Regions from separate parts of the Triticum aestivum genome. Here region 1 is linked to region 2. The links are chromatin contacts, called in public Hi-C maps. All regions are on one chromosome and are shown on one strand. The core of a region is the stretch at or near the end of the contact, and the rest is flanking DNA. Distances in the headings are between cores, read along the strand shown.

Region 1 (4,972 bases), core at 1,364-3,863, 210 kb after region 2:
CATATCGGTGCAACAAGACCAAGACCAGCAGGACGGCAGGACGGAGGTCATCGTGGAGCACAAGACGGCGTCACCACCCGCGCCTTTGACAGGCGAAGACCACCTTTAGTCAGGATAGCATGTACTAGCGGTCCCCTTTCAAAACTGTCGTTGTTGGATCCCTTCCCGCTCAATACTTGGGGGAGAGGACCAGGGCCTCTATAAATAGGACTAGCCACCACAGTAGCAGGGACGGATCAATTCCTCCCCGAGCAACCCACCAAGCACAAGAACACCTCTCCTCGCGAGGCTGTTCTTCCTTTGTACTGTTCATCATCAGCCCAAGAGGCAATACACCACCACCACACAGGAGTAGGATATTACACCACAATGGTGGTCCGAACCTGTATAAATCTTGTGTCTCTTGTGCTGTGAGTTCATCTACTAAGCTTAGGGATCGCGACGAGGCTGAGAGCAAGATTCGGTAGGGGGAAATCTTTGTGCGCACCCCAGTGTTCGAACCTCAAGGGTTTTGCCGAAACCCGATATCCGACAGAAACTTTGGGGCACTCTTTGAAGTTCTTTGTGTTGGTTGAATAGATGAATCTGAGATTATGTGATGCATATCGTATAATCATGCCCACGGATACTTGAGGTGACAATGGAGTATTTAGGTGACATTAGAGTTTTGGTTGATTTATGTCTTAAGGTGTTATTCTAATACGAACTCTAGGATAGATCAAACGGAAAGAATAGTTTCGTGCTATTTTACTATTGACTCTTGAATAGATCGATCAGAAAGGATAACTTTTAGGTGGTTTCGTACCCTACAATAATCTCTTCGTTTGTTCTCCGCTATTAGTGACTTTAGAGTGACTCTTTGTTGCATGTTGAGGGATAGTTATATGATTCAGTTATATTATTATTGTTGAGAGAACTTGCACTAGTGAAAGTATGAACCCTAGGCCTTGTTTCCTAGCATTGCAATACCATTTACGCTCACTTTTACCACTTCTTACCTTGCTCTTTTTATATTTTCAGATTACAAAAACCTATATCTACCATCCATATTGCACTTGTATCACCATCTCTTCGCCGAACTAGTGCACCTATATAATTTACCATTGTATTGGGTGTGTTGGGGATACAAGAGACTCTTTGTTATTTGGTTGCAGGGTTGTTTGAGAGGGACCATCTTCATCCTATGCCTCCCACGGATTGATAAACCTTAGGTCATCCACTTGAGGAAAATTTGCTACTGTCCTACAAACCTCTGCACTTGGAGGCTCAACAACGCCTACAAGAAGAAGGTTGTGTAGTAGACATCATTTAGCCATTACGATCTCGAGGTGGATCAACTCTTGTAACCCTTATACACATCAAAGTCAATCAAGCAGGAAGTTGGGTATTACCTCCATTAAGAGGGCCCAAACCTTGATAAACATCGTGTCCCCTGCCTCATGTTACCTTCGATCCTTAGACGCACAGTTCGGGACCCCCTACTCGAGATCTGCCGGTTTTGACACCGACAGCAGCGCGACGCTCGATCTCCTGGCGTTGGGCACGACCGTTTGTCGGGACCGGCGGGATCGGCACCCGGTCGGCAGAGAGATGCCAGTTGTTGGGGATGTGTGCGTTGCTCCAGGGGAGCGGCGTCCTCGTCTCCCAATAACGCCGGCATACATCCACGCCGATGTAGTGCCGGTCGCGCTCGCCGGCGGCCGTGGGTGCGATGGAGAATGCGGGCGGCGTGGGGGCCCGACGCGGTGGTGATGCAGGCTCCTCTTTGATGTCGCGGCCGCGACGGCCCAAGGACGAGCGAGCCTCGCGTTCGTGCTTCCCCTTGCGGCCGGTGTTCCAGAACCCCATGGCTACGAGGCGGCCGACCGGCGACATCAAGGACGGGAAGAGGGAGAGCTAGGCTAGGGTTTGGCCATGTCGGGTTTCGAGGAGGTAGCACGAGCTCGAGTGGGGAGTGTGGACGGCAACCAATCCACGGTTTTCCATTTAAGAAGGACGACGACCGTTCGCTGGGCGGATGACATGTGGGGCCGACCGCGTGTGCGCATTAATGTCGAATGGTGGGGAGGTAGGTGGCCGCGTGCCATGTGGCCCCGACGCGGACGAGCGAGACGTCCGTTTGCTGTCCGCCTCGACCTAAACCACGCGCATGTTTGCGTTCGAAATGGGTCAGCCCGGACCCAAAACGGACCTGATGGGTACAGGTCGTCGCACGCTGGACCGTCTGGTTTGTCCGTTTTTTCCTAAACGGACGGGGCCAGACCGGATGGGGTCGCGCGATGAAATTAGCGTGACGTCGAGATCGCCAGCTAGGTTTTGCAACCTTAGCCAGCTTGACAGCGTCACAAACAAGCCCCATGCATGAGCCTCGCTCGCTGCTGCCAGCGTCCCTCGCATGCACAAATATCCCAAAATATCACAGAATTACAGTCAGCACTGGGCGTGGACGAGAGCTTTTGGAGACGTGCAAGGTTTTTGTAGGGATTAGCTTAGCATAGGGTTGATGATGCCATGTTGATGGCTCGATATGTTTAAGCGTTGACCATACCGGACACAATAATTTACCCAAGAAGAAGTAAAACTAGGCCGCTGAACAGATCAGACAAGTGAAAGTTGATTGAGCTGTGGGAACTGACCGGATCGCCGACAGGCGGCTGTTCGATCTCGGCGGCCACAACCCGGATGTATACTTATCTAGCACTCGTAGTTCGGGATCCATCCGTGCAGGGCTCATTGCCTTGAGCTGACCGCGTCATTGTCAGCTGACTCAGCTCCAACGCAGCACGGCGTACGACAGGAGACAGTTTTTTTTTTCTTTTTTTGCGGGAAACGACGGGAGACAGTTGATGTTGGTGGTTTTGTCCATCTGGATTTCGCGTGGGCGCACAACAGCGCCCAGAGCCAATGGTTTTTCTCCTGGCGGCTCAAACCTAGCCACCGTGAGGAGAGACCAATCTTCCAGCGTCGTCTTCCGACGGCTCCCCTTTGCCGGCGACCTAGGTCGTCGGTGGTGAGGAGGTCGCCGGATTCACGTGTGTGGATTGTTTTTACTCCCTCATAGTCTAGGTTTTTTAGGTTGTTCATCGTCTTTGCTTCGGCGGAATGATGAGAGCGCTGAATAAAGATTCTTTTGGATCCTTCCTTGACAAGGCCATCGGTCCTATGGTTGGGGATACATTTGAAAACCAGTCTGTTCAAGTAAGGATGACGTGACGGCGGAGGCATCCTCATGGTGGACCTATGTCCTCAGGCTCCGCCGTTGCGACGACGTTTGCTCCAGCGTCGGCGCGGAGCTTGGGAGGTAGTCCAGGAGCGGATGCAGATTGTGGTCTGCATCGACGACATCTGCAAGACGGAACATATGCTGGGTTCGTGGTTCGTGGATGGCAGGTAAGATTTTCTTCTGCGGCGTCTTAGTCGCGGTGGGGTGCAAAGATCTGGAGTTGGATGGCGTGTCCGGGGTGTTGCCCCGGTCTAATTCATTCAACGGTAAGGGCTTCACTTTTGGTGAGCCACCTTAAAGATCCGCAAAGTTGCATATCAGCGATGGAGCCGCTCGAGCTCGGGTGAGGAGGTGGTTCATCATTCTTTTCTTTGGTGACTGCTGTTGTGGTGCCGGAGGCAGGTGATGGGCGTTGGTTTCAGGCTCAGAGAAGTTTTACTATCTTTTCAGTTTTGTCATGTCGATCTTTACGTGACTTGTACTTTAATCTTTATGATATGAATGAGACACGTATTATCATGAAAAAAAAAGATTTCCCATGGGCGCGTGGCTCCATGTGCCAATGAACTCATCAGTGACAACATAGCACTAGTGTTCGGCACATGATTATACTATAACCTAACCTAACGCAGAGGCAGAGTAGTAGTGTACGTATAATCTACTCCCGCGTGGTGCTAACATGTGGTGTGGATATACAGTATCGATATGCGCTCCTGCTTTTCGAGCAACCATACTCACGTCGATCGCCACTGAGCACATGAACTACACCATTAGTAAACACACAGCTAGCTAGCTAGCAGCGTGGTGGTCAATTGGTCATCCAGAATTAACGTAGTGCGTAGCTGGTGCGATTCGCCAAATTATACATAGCCGAGGGAAGTGAGCGGCGCAGTCGGTGCCGCCGCGGTGAGCGCCCGTGGCAGTCCCGTCACACAGCCGAGCGGTGAACGTCGATCCATCCATCTTAGGCGGGCGCCACCAGCGCCATGCAAGTTGACACGGCTGCACGCATCATACCGAACGACAGGATAGCTAGATAGGCACGGCACGGGACGCCGACACAACACAGGCCGATGATGATAAGGAGGTCGACGAGGGATCGGATAGCCTCGCCCGCATCACAGGCTGAGACTGAGAGCTGGTAGAGGTACGGCTTGTTTGGCCCGCCGGGTGCGTGCGGCTGGCGACGTTCAAGGCCTCGCGATCGTCGTACGTACGTATCGCCCCGGACCCGTATCCAGCCAGCCAGCCGCTCGAGTCAAGTCGATGATGGGGGACCTTTCGCTGGCTGTTTCGTCGAGGAGCGTTGGATAGGGGTGGGCGTTGGCGGCTAGGCCCGAACCGTGCGTGTCGACGAGCGGTGCCGCCGGTGGATTAATTCCGCCTGTCGTCCTTGCCCGTCTTGATCGCTCATGGGACCGGTCGGGCACGTTTCGGGAGAGAGCTCAAGTGGTCACAACTGCAACGGTTTATCGCCACAATCAACTCAGACACTTTCGGAACAGTCACAGCTCTACCGCATTCTATCGTGGGCACGTTTTGTACTGCAGCGAGACAAGGGAGGCGTGCCTGTTCACGTTTCATGTCAATCTTGATGACTTGCTGATCTACTCTGGATTTGTACTCCAGGACCAAAAGATTCATACGAGGGAACAATAGAGCCATCTCCCAAACCAAAAGATTCTGGCCTGCACCACAAATGGTTTTGATCTTCTTCTCTCTTTTTTTTTTTGAGAAAATTGTGTGAGC
Region 2 (4,926 bases), core at 193-2,692:
GACAAAATTTTCATGTTTAAATGGACAGGTGCATAATTCTCAAATGCCTCTTGTGCTCAGGGGAAGAAGCATGCAGAAGTAGGCGTGTACTATTTCCCATCTTCTACCACAAACAACGAACAGCTCAATCTCACCATTAAGTATGTTGTTGCGGCATTTAATTGCAAGTTGCAACTCAAAACATCACATCTTTCTAACACAAACTGAAAAGAATATACTGTGGTAAGTGCGAGATCGGATTTTTACCTCGATTCTGTGGTCGGCATGTGTGTCCAATATCTCCTGTCATCGATGCCAGTTATGACCAGAGCTTTGGAGGATAGCGCCATACAAACCCTACCTTTGCTCTTCTCTAGCCAAAATTCCTGCAATTACAAAGCACACAAAATATAAGCCATTTAGCACTAAAAATAGTTCTAGGCCGTAGATAAAAAGGAACCAAGGGCGTTTTCGGTGCTGAAATTGTTATAAATTTCAGAGAAAAAATAAATGAGGCATTCAGGCCCCAATTTGTGACGTATTTTCAGAAAACAAAACGTGCATACTATTTGCTACGGTAAGAAAAACATACATGAGTTCTCCCCCTTAACACTAATTAACTTTGTAACGATTCAGACATCAGACCCGGAAAAGAACAATGATTCAAGCACGACACTATTTGGTTATAGACAATCCCCTGAGGTGCACACGAAAAAAAAATCATAGACAAGCACACGGAAAGGGACCTATATTTCCTCTGGAAGAATATCTGACCTTGGTGCCGTCTTCGAAAGAGACGGGCCTGGAGAGCCTGGCGTAGATCTCCTTGGTCCCGGCCCGCCTCCGCCGGCGCCTGCCCTCCTCGCCCCCGCCCTCGACGTACCCGATCAGGTGGCGGTAGTTCTCCGGCAGCTTGGCCTCCCACACGAAGTCAGCCCCCGCGGCGCCGCGGAACGCGTGGTTGAGGCGCGCGAGTCGGCAGATCTCCGGCGCGTCGAGGCGGAGCAGCACCTGCGCGGCGCAGAGCTCCGGCAGGTCGCCCAGGCCCGCAGCACCCGGCGCAGCCTCCGCCGCCGCGCCGAAGAAAAAGCTCGAGACCCCCGCCCCCATGGCTCCTTGCCTCCTCCAGTCGCAACGACCTCAGAGGCCCGCCCCGCACACCCTTTGTAGCAGCAGATGGGAACCGAATCCCGCGCAGAAGCCGATCCCCGAATCGAAGGAGCTCCTCGATCGACCAGCACCCGATTCCGCGCCCGTAATGGAAGCTCGCGATCACGCCCGCCCGCGCACGAATGGAATCCTCTGGGAATTTGTTCGCCCGCTTGAGGAAAAAGCAATGCGTCGTTGGAGAAGGAAAGGGGGGAAAATAAATAAACGAACCGGAAGGACGGAGGAAGCGTCGCCGAAGGGAATAAATAGACGGCGAGCCGGGGGAAGGAAGGGGGGCGGTTAATGGGCCGTGGATAGGGTTTCATGGGCAGTTCACGCTGCCTTTCTAGTTTCCTTCTAGTTTCTACCCCCTGAAAGTGCTCGGTAATTACGCTTTTTACCTCTCGATGGACCTGTTGGTGACGCTGCGCGCCAGCGATAATATCTCGAAGGGCACGTTCGTAAATGTCGGGACCATATCGCGCCCCACTCGGGATTTAATGTTTAAACAGGTTGGATATGATGTGGATTAATTGCCGCCATTAACACGGGACGTCCGTGGACGCGGTCCGCTGCACGGGGCTGATGATGGCTGTGGGCTACCAGGGCGGTCCATGGGTACGGGCCCGTGCGGTGGGTGCAGGAGTGGCGTACAGCTGGAGGGAACGAAGCAGCCCCGTCGCGCCTGGAGACTTCCATGGCATGGCTCGCACGGACAGGTTGGCGGGATTATCTATACTTATCCAAATCCGGCTCAATTACCGCATGCACGCACGCACGCGAATCGCGAGACCGCGTTGCCACGGCACGGAGCTAAACTGGGACTAGATGGGAGTGTCGATGCCCGGCATGTCGCACACGGATTTCCTTTCTGGTTTTTTTTTTTGCGATGAATAATTTCCTTTCCGGTTTTCTAATTTAGTATTAGTACAGTAGGTACGTATATATACGCATGAAATTAGATTAAATTAGTGGGTCACGGGGTTGACGCGTTGTAGGGCGTTTGACAGTAGAGAGCATGGCTAATTGGTTATCCACTTACGCATGAAAGGAACGTTAGAAATCATGACAAATTGTTCCCAGTGTGCTTTCTATTGGTACTTTCACGAAATGTATTGACACTCCAGCACGACCGGTAAGAATTTGATCGTCAAAACTGTGTAGAACGAAGAATTGCCCCAAAAAATAGGAGGCTAAAACAGAGGAAGGCAAACTCATTATCGCTATAAGTCAGCATGATCTGTGTGTCAGTGGATCATAACTACTTTCTCCGTTCACAAATATGAGATGTTTTGGATATTTTAATATAAACTAAATACAGACTGAAATGAACGAACAAACACACTAAAACGTGACTATACATGACTGATTCAAAAAAATTAGAATATCTTATATTTGTGAGGCGGAAGTGGGGGGTGTTAATGCACACACTACTATTTGGTCCGAAATTTCGTATTTCCACCACCATGCCCCGGTCGCCGATGAGCACCTAAACACCTTGATCGCGGGATAAGCACGGGTCCGACGCTTCGTCTCGTCTTTCGGGTTATCATGATCGATCGATGAGGAGGATATAGACCTAGGGTAGGCTCACAAGCCTGACCTATACACCCTACCTAAGGTCACTATCCTAGAAGTAAGGGCACCCCAGAGATAGTAGAGAATACCAATTGAAGACGTCGAGTGCAATCCACTCGACCAGTCATATCACTCGGGTACCCCTCCTTCCCGATATCACTCGACCATACAAGAAACCACTCGACCTACTGAAGACCAGGAGTCGCACAGAACAGCAACGGTCAAGCATTCACTCCGTAGTCTTCAAAAGCATTAATAGCACTTTATAGCTGGCATTATTAGTAATGCCCTCTCTTTATGTACATTAAACTCTCTGTAACGGGGGATGGCTGGGTCCTGGGGCACTCTATATAAGCCACCCCCTTCCTCCGGCACAAGGGTTCGCACCCCCTGTAACACACACGCATACTATAATTCAGTCGACCGCCCCCGGGCACCGAGACGTAGGGCTTTTACCTCCTCCGAGAGGGGCCTGAACTCGTAAACACTTGCGTACAACCTCACCGTAGCTAGGGCCTTGCCTCCTCATATGTAACCCCTACTCTTACTGTCAGTCTTAGTACCACGACAGTTGGCGCCCACCGTGGGGCAAAGCGTCTTAACGACTTCTGGCGAGGTTGCATTTTCTTCAGTCTTCATCAACATGGTTTCCGGCGGCAGTTTGATCATGGGCCGCGAGTTCCGACTCGGCGCGCTCACTTTCGTTGCCGACGACTCGGCCTGGCTCCAGGAGGCCCCCCTCGACGTCGAGGCACTGCCGATTCGAGGTTTGTCGCACTTCCGCGCGAGTGCCCGTGGCGTCCTCCTCCGGTAGCCGTTGACCCCGTACCAGTCGACGCCCGTGTTGACCTCTCCCTCCGCCGGATGCCGCTGTCGGTGTCAAAACTGGCGGATCTCGGGTAGGGGGTCCCGAACTGTGCGTCTAAGGCTAATGGTAACAGGAGCCAGGGGACACGATGTTTTACCCAGGTTCGTGCCCTCTCGATGGAGGTAATACCCTACTTCCTGCTTGATTGATCTTGATGATATGAGTATTACAAGAGTTGATCTACCACGAGATCGTAGAGGCTAAACCCTAGGAGCTAGCCTATGATTCTGATTGTTCTTGTCCTACGGACTAAACCCTCCGGTTTATATAGACACCGAAGGAGGTTAGGGTTACACAGAGTCGGTTACAAAGAAGGAGATCTAATATGCGAATCGCCAAGCTTCCCTTCCACACAATGGAGAGTCCCATCCGGACACGGGACTAAGTCTTCGATCTTGTGTCTTCATAGTCCAATAGTCCGGCCAAAGTATATAGTCCAGTTGTTCGGATACCCCCTAATCCAGGACTCCCTCAGTAGACCCTGAACCATGCTTCAATGACGATGAGTCCGGCGCGCAGATTGTCTTTGGCATTGCAAGGTGGGTTCTTCTCCAAAACCAGAGTACCTGTCATAGCGAACAGTGTCCGGCTTCCCATTAATGTCGTACTCCTCGGCTTTTGTGCTTCAATAACGGCTATCTCCATGTGTCGAGTGAATACGAGGAGCCGGGGCATTTTTACATTTGCCACCATAACCCTGTAAGTGAACCGTCTATTTGAAGAGATGGGGATCCTCAGATCCAAATCTCACCATCTTCCCCCAAGCAAGCATCCAACAGAGCGCGTCCGGAAAACCATTCCATCATGGCCGGTCGCCGCAGCTCCTCTTCTTGCTCCTGTAGCTCTGCGCCGGGTGATTGGAAAAAGTGTTCTGTCCCCCATAGCCATTTAGTAGAGTTGCAGACCCAAGGGTTTCTTCCACCTGCATATATGGTCCTCGTCCGAGCCGGACTAGCCACCTATAACGGCGGGGAGCAAGCGGAAAACTTTCCTAACCCATCTAGGGGGGAGCGGATATGGCTTGTCCCATATTTGCTGAGAGGACTTGGGTTTCCAATCCACCCATTCCTCTGCGGGCTCCTGGAGTTCTACGGCCTCCACCTGCATAACTTCACCCCTGCCTCCATACTGCACATCGCAGGTTACGTTGCCCTCTGTGAGCTATTTCTGGGCTGCGAAGCTCATTTCGAGTTATGGAAGAGGCTATTCTGCCTCATCCCTCGCAATCAGGAGGGATCTATATATCAAGTGGGCGGAGTCAAAATATGGCGCGTTGCCCAGGCCGGATACCTCTTCGGCACTCCAAAGAAGGCATCCGAAGGCTGGCCTTCGGAGTGGTTTTATGTAGATGA

Evidence for each region. A called contact is a pair of places that touch in the nucleus more often than the background predicts.
Region 1: a contact with region 2 is called in a Hi-C map of leaf, with 5 times the contacts expected there. The contact joins the enhancer-like site here to the promoter of LOC123123987 in region 2. A contact is called at or near these places in 3 of 5 Hi-C or Micro-C datasets (leaf and an unstated tissue).

What each region holds. Positions count from the first base shown.
Region 1 is chr1B:359,620,333-359,625,304 of IWGSC CS RefSeq v2.1, forward strand. No RefSeq gene overlaps it. Among protein-coding and RNA genes, the nearest start is that of LOC123123987, 210 kb to the left of the region's middle. Within about 2 kb of position 2,614, at least 1 of the 8 cell types and tissues checked has an H3K27ac peak or open chromatin away from gene starts, as enhancers often do.
Region 2 is chr1B:359,409,102-359,414,027 of IWGSC CS RefSeq v2.1, forward strand. LOC123123987 (F-box protein PP2-A13) reads right to left here and starts at 1,443. Exons shown (of 3, transcript XM_044544669.1): 1 at 754-1,443; 2 at 247-365. The coding sequence starts at 1,089.